Linked DNA regions of Gossypium hirsutum: all the other regions are linked to region 2. A link is a contact called in public Hi-C data. All regions are on one chromosome and are shown on one strand. The core of a region is the stretch at or near the end of the contact, and the rest is flanking DNA. Distances in the headings are between cores, read along the strand shown.

Region 1 (3,505 bases), core at 736-3,235, 230 kb before region 2:
GAGACGGAAAATGATGGCCATGATATTTCCAAGAGCTATTTTATCAACTTGAACATGATCTGTGTGTCGTTTCTGCTGTCATATTCTTTTGAAGCTGACATGATTTTTCTGATATTTGGTCGAAAATTTATTAATCTAAAAATAAATTATATAAAAGGGCCTAATGATTTTTCTAACTATAAAATAAAAAATTTGTAAATTAGTTTACCAAAAATTATTTGTACTAGAAATGCATGTACCCTCACGACCTTACCTCATGGGATAAGGAAAAGTTTGTGATGTTGCAGGCTTCTGTATTCACCGATAAAAGACGACGTACATCTAGTATCCTGTCTGTCGATATCCCCTGCCCATTTTTATTTACAAATTATTAAATTTACACCATTTGTTAAAAGAAAAATAAATAATAATGATAATTCTAAAAAAATTGTAGCGTATTGTTATATCCTGCACATATTTATATATTCAACATATTAGCAACCAACTTCATTTCAAGGTCGAAAAGATAAATATTATCTATTCTTAGAATATATTATGTCGCAATTAAATTTAAAATTAAAACGAATTGTATTTTTTTAAATAGAAGTTAAATTCTTCCAAATTCCAAACTTCATTTAAAGAAGCTCAACTCCAAATAAAAAATAAAAGCTCAACTGCTTTCCATTAAGGGGCCCAAAGAATTATTAATAAAATGGTTGCTGACGAAAAGACGATTGTGTAACGAAATCCAGCTCCAAAAGCATGAAAAACGAAAAGACGCCTCTTAAAATTTAAAAGAAAACGCGCACACATACCACACGCACATGGTGCCACGATGATAAACAAAATCGCTAAGGGAGGCTCAAGAACATGAAAATGAAAATATTAAAAACGCAGGGACCAACCTTGAGAACAACATGAGTTTCATCGGGGAGGTGTACGGTGATGTCCATCACCACCGGCAGAACTGCAAACAAAATGAAAAAAGGCCGGCGCCGGCAGGGCGGGGCGGGGCGCCGCGGTTAAATTTGAGTAATTTATCAAATACGATTGAGAAATACTAATAGAGTAATACCCTTCTCTTCTTTCTTCTTCTTCTCTCCTTTGGCCTTCCCTCGGCTGTTCCTTGGAGCCATTTTCAACCTTGGGGTAGATGGGGATGGGAACTGGGAATTTCTAACTTTAAGCTCTTTTAAATAAGATATTTATAGCTGCACGCCTGTACCAAGAAAATGAATCATGTTACGTATCGTCATCTTCATAAACAAAAAATTAATCAAACGATAAAACATATTTGTAAAAGGCAGGTTTTGGAGTATATCCCAATTCTTATTTTAATTCCAATATAACATATAAATGGCAGAAACCAATCGAAACTAGCTTTCTATGCAGAAATTTTTTCCCGACTTATATGAGCTTTGGAACTAATTAAGATTTCAATGGTTACCAAGCAGCAGCAGCAACAAAAAACAGATGATTTTTCCGAGACTTGAAGGTTGAAGAACAGAGATAGAAGAGTTTTTTTGTTAATAAAAAGCTGGAAAAAAGGAAGGTATTTCAGCTATGGGATAACGAAGAGGGCATAACCATTGAAGCTCTCATCCGCGGTGGGGGCAATAGAAAGAGATGATATAAGAGAGGGTTTTGAGGTATGATAAGGAAGGAAGGGCTTAGATTTAACAGTCAGATGAGTATATCCCATTTTATGGCAGTTTCTGGGCTTATACACTGATAATCACTTTCTGGGAATTTTTTAAAAAATTAATTATTATTAGTAGCAGTATATTTTAAAACAGTCTTTTAATGAAATAATATAAAATAATAAAATAAATACTGAAATAAGATAAACACCCTATTATTTATCAAAATAGGCAAAATGAACGGTATATCATCTGTGCCGCTAATTGCTCCGGCAGCCCCCATCTCCCATACCATCAATAATTGCTTGAATCATTAAAATTTTAAAAAATATTTAATTTTTTTTTGGGTGCCGCTGAGCAATCGGTGGCACCAGTATTTCAGACTTAGAAATACATTAAAAAATACCTAGAAAATATAATTTAAAATGGAGTATTTTTTTATCTGAAATATTAGTACCGTCGATTGTTCAGATGGCATCCAAAAAAATTATATATTTTTTTAAAATTTAATTATTCAAGCAATCATTGATGATAGGGAAGATGTGTGTCGCCAATTGTTTAGGCGACACCGATGATATGTTGTTCATTTTGCATAATTTGGTAAATAATAGGGTGTTTATCCTATTTTAGTATTTATTTTATTATTTTATATTATTTAGGTAAAAATCCTTTAAAATATAAAAAAGTAAATTTGCATGTGGTCATTTACGTATTAAGTATTTATATATGATGAGACTAGTTAAAAATATAATAAATATATTTATTTTTAATCAATTTTAAAATCTATACTATTCCTTTTGTTGTGATTATGTTCGTGTTTTTATTTTTTTATATTTTTATAATTAATAAAAATTTATACATGATGAGATTTGAACCAAAACATCATTTCTATCATTTTTTTTATTTGTCATTTGAACTGAATCAATTTTTAGTTTTTATTTAAAATTTTAATAAGTTATGTCTATGTTTTAAATTTTTATATATTTATGCATATGAATAATGTTGTTGATTAAGTTGGTGTCGTAAGTCAACTTTGCACTAATGCAAGATTATTGACAATACCATTATAAATAATTATAATGCATTTAGTATTCTTAATATGATGTATTTACATGTTTAATTTTCATTTTACTCATAATTTAATTTAATATTTTATTTTAAGATTGTATATATTTCATGTGTATTTTTATTAATCAATTTCAAATAACATATTTCATTATTTATTGTATTTATCTTTAAAAATAAATTTATATTTTAAATCGTTATTTTCATGCACATATACATATGATAAATTTTATAAATTAATAGGGTTGTATTTGAACACAGTTCATTAATAATATACATTAAATACAAACTTTAATTTTTATTTTATTGAAAATGCAAACCTTAATTTTAGAACTCCTAATGACAAATTCTCTCAACATTATACTTTTTATATCTAAAATATTTGACTCAAATTTTTATTTAAATATATTATCATAATAAGTTTTTCTTTTTCTTTTTCTTTTGAGAGACGCTACTTGATTCAATAAGTTGTTATAATTGTAATATGTTTTAATTCTTTGGGAAAATGATAAAAACTGAAAAGTACTGTAATATTGGGCCATAGCTGCCTACCTCATTGACAGTTTGCATTGCAGGGCACAGAGAGGATCCGTGCCTCGTTCGGGTCCACAGCCACCTCTACCAATATATTTACTATGAGTAGAAAGAAAATATTCCACTTACGGAAGAAAACTTCTAAATTTTTTTCAGATTTTTAAAATAAAATGTTTTTAGAGAGAATTTAGAGTAAATATTTGAAAATGATATTATTGAGATAAATAATTAATAAAAAATTTATTTTTCATATCATTAAATAAACATAAGATCATGTAAAAATATTT
Region 2 (3,375 bases), core at 493-2,992:
GGAAAGTTGACTTGTCACCCCAATGTGTAAATGACCCAAATTTAAAACCCTAGCTAGGCTGGGCAGTAAAAGAAAAAGCAGAAGAAGAGAAAAATTTTAGAGTGGTTCAACAACAGCATGAGGCTGTGGATTTCAATGACGGCGGTAGAGCAAGCTTCACAAAGAACAATTCTGGTGACTAGAATGATCAAGAGTTTTTCTTCTCTGTATCTGGCTAAATGCACCTCTAATCTCTGTTTGAAAACTCGTATAACATTGCCTTATTCTGTGTTGGGGAAATGAGAAGAATTGCAAGAAAATGAGGAAGAAGAATAAGAGAAAACAAAGGTGACACGCAGAGTAGAGGCAACAGTAACAACAATGTCTATGGTAGTGGCAAGGATTAGCGAACTTAAAAATGCCATAGCTTTTTTTTGGCATCTCCATTTCTTCTCTTCTTCTTCTTCTTCTTCTTCTTCTTCTTCTTCTTTTTCTTCTTCTTCTTATTGTTAACTAGCCACGGTCAATGGCTCAGATCATAGAGGATTCATACCAGATGCTTTGGACATAGAATCTACCATGGTTTAAGGATAAAATGATGTGATTGTTGCTGTTGCAATCGAGTTCGAACTGATGGTCGTCGCAGTTGGGAGGTTGGGTTGCAATATTTGTTTCTGGTTTTGGCGACACAAGATTGCAACTGTGGTTTGGCAACACAACAATGGCTAGTCAAATCTTCCCATGCCAAAACCCAAACTAGATTCTAGTAATTCAAAACCCTAACTAGATTTTGGTAATTTGAAATCCAAACCACGAGGGCATAGATTGGGAGTTGTGGTTTGAAAAAGTCTAGTTTCAGAATGGCAGAATTTGGAGACAAAATGTTAGTGGCCACGTCAGCTAATTGAGTTAATTAGGTTTCCATCGTGGCTAGTTAACTGGCCACATCAACTAGTTAACGAGCCACATCACCTATCCCGTTTGGTCTGTAATGAAAAATGTCAATGGGTGATTGATTTTTAACTTTACAATAACGTTTGTGGTTGATTTGTTATTTTTTAAAAGTTGAGTGACTGTTTTGTCATTGAGATCAAAGTTGAGTAATTGTTGGTATAACTTACCCTATATAAAATTATACATAATCAATACATCACATATATATACTAGTTTCTTTAACAAGTGATGCACGAATTAATTATATTTATTAATTAAAATATATTAAATTATTTTATAATTTTTGCATAAATTTTCTATAAAATATAGTAAAGAAATTTCTATATAATATCTCACAGATAAAATATTTTAAAATTAATTGAAATATTTTAAAGTAAAGTTATTTTTATTGATATTATATATTTAAAGTGAATTAATATTATAATAGTAAAATAGTAAAATATTTAAAGTTTAATTAATTACTTTAATTTTTTTATGGTTGTGAAATATTTTTTTATAATACGAATAATATTTCTCAAAATGGATTTCACGTTAATTTAATTTAAAAGATTTTGATATGTCAATGGATGAAACTATCCAAGTACAAAAATAGAAAATATCTGTCACGTTAAAAGATCTTAAATGTTGTGTATGATGCTAGATTAAGGAACATTCACGTGAGTTAATTATATAATAAATTTACTAAAATTGATATAAAATTTTTTTATGTTATTTATTTCCATTTTACTGTTTACATTTGAGTTGATTTGAATTTTATGATTTTAAAAATTTATTTAAATATAAAATAAGAAAAGTATCTCAAAATATTTGCTATTTTACAAAAATGGAGAGGTAACAGGGTATAGACAAGTGAAAGAACAGAGAAAAACCTTGATTTAATTACGGAAAGTAAGAGGCTGAGCCTGGTCCCAACCAAACGCCTGAAACCTAAACCAAAAGCAAAAGGCTAAAGAGTAAGGCCCCCTTCCCTTTGTTGACATCCTCACCAAATCTCTTGCTTTTCTTCTCTCTTGCTACTCTCCTCTAATTTTTCACCTTCTGATTTGTTTAAAGAGGCAAACAACACAACTCGTTTTTATCCTTATATATCAGTTTGGGAAAAAAGGTAGAAGAAATGAACGGTGATGATGCTCAGAGTATGATGGAATCCCAGTACATACAGAGACATCACAGGCACAACATCAGAGACGACCAGTGCACCTCTGCTCTTGTTAAACACATCAAAGCTCCTGTTCATCTCGTAAGTTCCTCAGTTTGAGACTCCTCTATAATTTCCCCCTTTTCCCCCATTTGTTCGTTTTTCTCGCCGCCGTTTAGGCCGTTGACACGTTTTTCTTTCTACTCTCCTATGGATCTGCTGAAACCCAAATCTATTCTCTTTGTTTTGTTACCCAAAAGTCAAATCAAATCTGTGTTCTTGGTCGAAAATTAACCCCCCCCCAAAAAAAAGAAAAGTAAACCTACGAGTATGTATTGTCTCTGCTTTTTTCTATTTTTTCACTGATAAAAAAAGAAAAAAAAAAGAACCCAGACTATTTTAGCCAAGATTATGAATTTCTGTTAACTCGATGGTTCGTAAATGTCTGATTTTAACGATGGGTTTGTTGTTCTGTTTCTGTTTTCTTTAACTATGGATAGGTATGGTCATTGGTAAGGAGATTTGACCAGCCGCAAAAGTACAAGCCCTTCGTCAGCAGGTGTATAATGAAAGGGGACCTCGGGATCGGCAGTGTTAGAGAGGTCAACGTCAAGTCCGGACTTCCGGCAACCACCAGCACCGAACGGTTGGAACTTCTCGATGACGAAGAACACATTTTAGGCATCAAAATCGTCGGCGGCGACCACCGTCTTAGGGTACAAAATACTAACGTTTCTTTCTCCCTTAACACTTGTTTTCTGTGTCACGGTACTCATTTTGTTGACTGCAGAATTATTCTTCGATCATGACGGTGCATCCCGAGGTTATTGAAGGAAGGCCAGGTACAATGGTGATCGAATCGTTCGTCGTGGATGTGCCGGAAGGGAACACCACGGACGAAACTTGTTACTTCGTGGAAGCTTTGATCCGATGTAACCTGAAATCGTTAGCCGATGTTTCAGAGAGGATGGCTGTGATGGACCAGACAGAGCCTATCAACCGATACTAACTGAAAAAGGTGGAATTGTGATGACCAAAAGAAAAAGACTAATCTTTAGGAGTTTGTGATATATGATCATCTTTCACTTTGTTATGGAACACTCTTTTAACACCCTTTTGGTTCTTAGTTTAAATGCATGAGTAAGTAGTTTATCTATGAGACATCCGAATTCATTACAAGCCTCCAAAACTACGGTCTTATTTGTAAATATTTAAGATTAAGAAGAGATGGGAGAATTTTAATTCCATTTCCCATATTTGTAGCAGCAGCCAGGCCCAGCAGGATGAATTTGGAGAAACCATTT
Region 3 (3,535 bases), core at 900-3,399, 170 kb before region 2:
ATGCGTCTTTGTGAACTTCTGGTTTTAGGATAGAAGAACAATTGACTTCATCAATCAATTCACTTCCAACTCCATTTTCCGCAACCGGAGCACTGAGACATTGACTAACTATTTCCTCTTGATTTTCAGTTTTAGTTCCATTTTGTTCTGGCATCTCAGGATGAGCTGCTTCACTCCCAGCAATCACATCTGCTTCAACCATGGCATTAACATCTTCACAAGATTCCGAGCTTCGATGCAGAACAACCTCCTTCTCTTCCTCAGAACCAGTATCACTTGAGACTCCACTTGAAAAGTCTATATCCTGTTTTCCCCCCAAAACTGAACCAGAACTCCCCTCAGCTCCCTTACTAGAATCTGAATGATTCCCATTGTTCAAAATTACAGATTTCTCATTTTCCTCATTATCTTCATCCTCACTGCTATAATCACTGTCACTATCACTCTCATCCACTTTCCTCTTTCCCATCCTATATAAGCAAACAAAAATAAGTCAACAATCTATATATCAATACCAACCTTATTAACGGCAAATTAAAAGAGCTTAAAAACTTACCAAATCTTCAATCTTTTGGGGTCAGCTCCTCCCGGCACTGTCTTCCGTTTTCCATTTTGGCACGCCGCCCTAACGGACTCTTCAACCACTGCCACTGCCACGCACCTCGCCGACTGCTCTCTGTACTTCGCTACATACTTCTCGGCCTCTCCATCTCCAACTCCTTTTTTCCCAGTTTTTGCTTTCTTCTTTATGAAGTCTTCCGCGATCTTCTCCAACTTTCTCTGTTCTTCCTCCGCTTTCCACTCCTCCAACCTCTTCTCAGCATTCACATGCCTTAGCCTCCTTCCGCTCATGTCTCGGCACGCCTCGAAATTGCTTGTCTTTTTCTGCCCGGCTTTTGTGGCTGCGCCACGCAGCAGCGACCCGAAACCTCCTTTGCCACCGAGGAGCCGGAGGGAAAGGTTGAGGGTAGCGTTGGAGTGGGAAATCACCGAATCGTCCTTGAGTTGATGGCCGCGAATCAGTCGCAGGAAATTGAAAGGGATTTGGGTAAATTCCTGAATTCGGTGCTTGACATCGCTGACTTGGACTTGAAGGGTCGGGAATTGGAGCGACAAAGTTTCACCATTGAGAAGTTTAACGAACAGCTGTAACTGCCTTGGGTTCAGGTCCTTCATGTCGATATCGTCTCCGCTGATTTGATGATCTTCCATAACAGGTACGTGTCCGTGATTTCAAGAGGAAAATTTGGGGATCAGGGAAAGGGAGAAACTAGGGTTGGGATCCTGATTATAAACCTAATTTCCCGAGTAGTCCATCTTTTAATATATTGGGTGTTCGGGTCAACTCCACCGGGTAAGGGAGAATCCTTAAAAGAAAAGGCAAAAAATGTTTAATTATAAGAAGGCCTCAATTTATAATATAAATTTTAAATTGATCCCAAACTTCAAAACATTTTAATTGAATCTTTAAAGTATCAATATTGTATCAACCAAATTCTTGTATCACCTTAGTCATTAGCTTAGATATTAAAAATCAATTCAAATATGATGTGGAACATATTTAATCACATAGTTCAAATTATAAATATATTTATTTATCATATGGACAATTTGGATCACACATGTTAACAAAATAACTTTCTTATATTTATTAGCTCAATATAATTTTTAACATATCATATTCAAATTATTCATAAATGTAGGTGCAAAGCTGTTTACAGTTTAATCCACTTGTTTTAATTTTTAAATATGTTTTATATCAAGTTTGAACTAATATCTAATGTTGAAATTGATACAAGTGTTGACGTAGAGTGATTTAGATGGGCGATATGTTTACCTGCGGTTAATGTAAAAACAGTAATGGCGGTGAGATTAGGTATTGCATCAATATTGTAGCGTGAGACAAAAAGCTAAACGCACCACACCGCACTCCACCGCCCATCTAAATCCACCCATAATGACCTGATTGATATAATATTTATATTTTAAATATTTGATTAGAATACTTTGAAGTTTAGAGAATAATTTAAACTTTAAGCAATAGTTCAGGGACGTTTGGTGAAATTAATCCAAAAGTCGTTGGGCCTGGTCACAAACAAACCTGTCATAAAAACTGTTATGATTTCTTTTGTTATGTTTTACTTGGACGGCTCAGCAATCGAAACAACGAAACCCTCTATCTCTCCCCTGATTGCCCGACAACCCGAAAATCTCCCTTCACATAAAATTCAATTAGCTAAATGAAGAAGGAATATATACCCGATAAAGGTCGGAGCTTACCCGTGGATCCAAATCTCCCCAAATGGATCTGCCAGAACTGTCACCATTCCCTCTGCATCGTCGGAGTCGATTCCTACGTCGACAAGTTCCCCAACGACTCTTCTCGATCAGGTTAGGGTTTCTCCAATCTCTTCCTTTTTAAATTTCTGCTTCTGCCCAGTTGTTGAATTTAATATTTTTTCAGTTTAATTAGCTGAGGATTAATTCTTTTTTATTTTGGAGTGGTCTGAGTTGCAAAATTTATTGGGGATTTTCTATTATCTTCATGTATTTATGCTGGAATTGGGACCAAAGCATAGTGGATTCTTCAATTGTTTTATTTGGCTACTAAGTACTAAACCTGACTATAACAGCAGTATTTCATGCTGATGTTCCTTGCTAAGAAAATTGTCTGTATGAATGATGCAGCAATGCAGGGGTCTTCGATTCATGGAGCTAGCAGCGTGCTGGGTTCAACACGAATGGATAACTCTTTCGTCGTGCTGCCAAAGCAAAAGCCCTTGGCCCCAGGAATACCTCCACGACCTCGTGGCATGCCTGGTCAGCCTGATACTGGCCAAGCTAGGAAAGGTATGGAAGAATCATTTGTGGTGGTTGATAAATCAGAGTCTGCTTCTGATGGAAGTGGGACGCAATTACCATCGTCAGAAGGTGGACCAAGCAGTTCTTTGCAGCCGAATAACTCTGGATTTCACTCAACTATTACTGTCCTGAAGAATGCATTTGAGATTGCCACAACTCAGACACAGGTATTGCTCATTTTATTGCTTTTCCAGTTTGGTGCTTCATTGTTGTAGAGAGGATATATTTATACTCTTTTATTCTGCATTTGGCATTTTTAGGTTGAACAACCATTATGCCTTGAGTGTATGAGGGTGTTGTCTGACAAACTTGACAAGGAGGTTGAAGATGTGACTAGGGATATCGAAGCATATGAAGCCTGTCTTCAGCGCCTGGAGGTGGAACCACGAGATGTACTCAGTGAGGCTGATTTTCGTAAGGAGAAATTAAAGGTAGCTGTTTGGCAGTTTCTATGAGTAACTTATATGATAAAGGATAAATGGTTCCTCATGCTAGTACTTTAATTTGCGGAGAGAATTGTTAAGGGCTTTTTAATATTTTCTAATGTCTAGACACTCTAAGGCTTTAGTTTCACTTTTGTTTGGATGAGGGAGGTTTCACTCCAGAATGTTAATAAATTTTTGGTTTCAGAACAGGGTATCATAAAAGACACTAGAAGATGGCAGAGGGCTAG

Evidence for each region. Hi-C and Micro-C count contacts between places; a contact is called where the count stands out from the background.
Region 1: a contact with region 2 is called in a Hi-C map of leaf, with 1.9 times the contacts expected there. The contact joins the promoter of LOC107900948 here to the promoter of LOC107900942 in region 2. A contact is called at or near these places in 2 of 34 Hi-C or Micro-C datasets (both in leaf).
Region 3: a contact with region 2 is called in a Hi-C map of leaf, with 2.0 times the contacts expected there. The contact joins the promoter of LOC107900947 here to the promoter of LOC107900942 in region 2. A contact is called at or near these places in 7 of 34 Hi-C or Micro-C datasets (callus, hypocotyl and leaf).

The regions. Positions count from the first base shown.
Region 1 is chrD08:49,274,638-49,278,142 of Gossypium_hirsutum_v2.1, forward strand. LOC107900948 (protein TSS) reads right to left here and starts at 1,986. Exons shown (of 26, transcript XM_041098246.1): 1 at 1,427-1,986; 2 at 1,055-1,198; 3 at 885-946; 4 at 254-346. The coding sequence starts at 1,115.
Region 2 is chrD08:49,506,995-49,510,369 of Gossypium_hirsutum_v2.1, forward strand. It overlaps LOC107900942 (abscisic acid receptor PYL9), which reads left to right and starts at 1,743. Exons shown (of 3, transcript XM_016826735.2): 1 at 1,743-2,173; 2 at 2,572-2,787; 3 at 2,862-3,375. The coding sequence starts at 2,048. The coding sequence ends at 3,080.
Region 3 is chrD08:49,332,316-49,335,850 of Gossypium_hirsutum_v2.1, forward strand. LOC107900947 (beclin-1-like protein) reads left to right here and starts at 2,150. Exons shown (of 10, transcript XM_041098247.1): 1 at 2,150-2,391; 2 at 2,689-3,029; 3 at 3,123-3,293. The coding sequence starts at 2,241. LOC107900946 (replication stress response regulator SDE2) reads right to left here and starts at 1,212. Exons shown (of 3, transcript XM_016826747.2): 1 at 557-1,212; 2 at 1-470. The coding sequence starts at 1,212.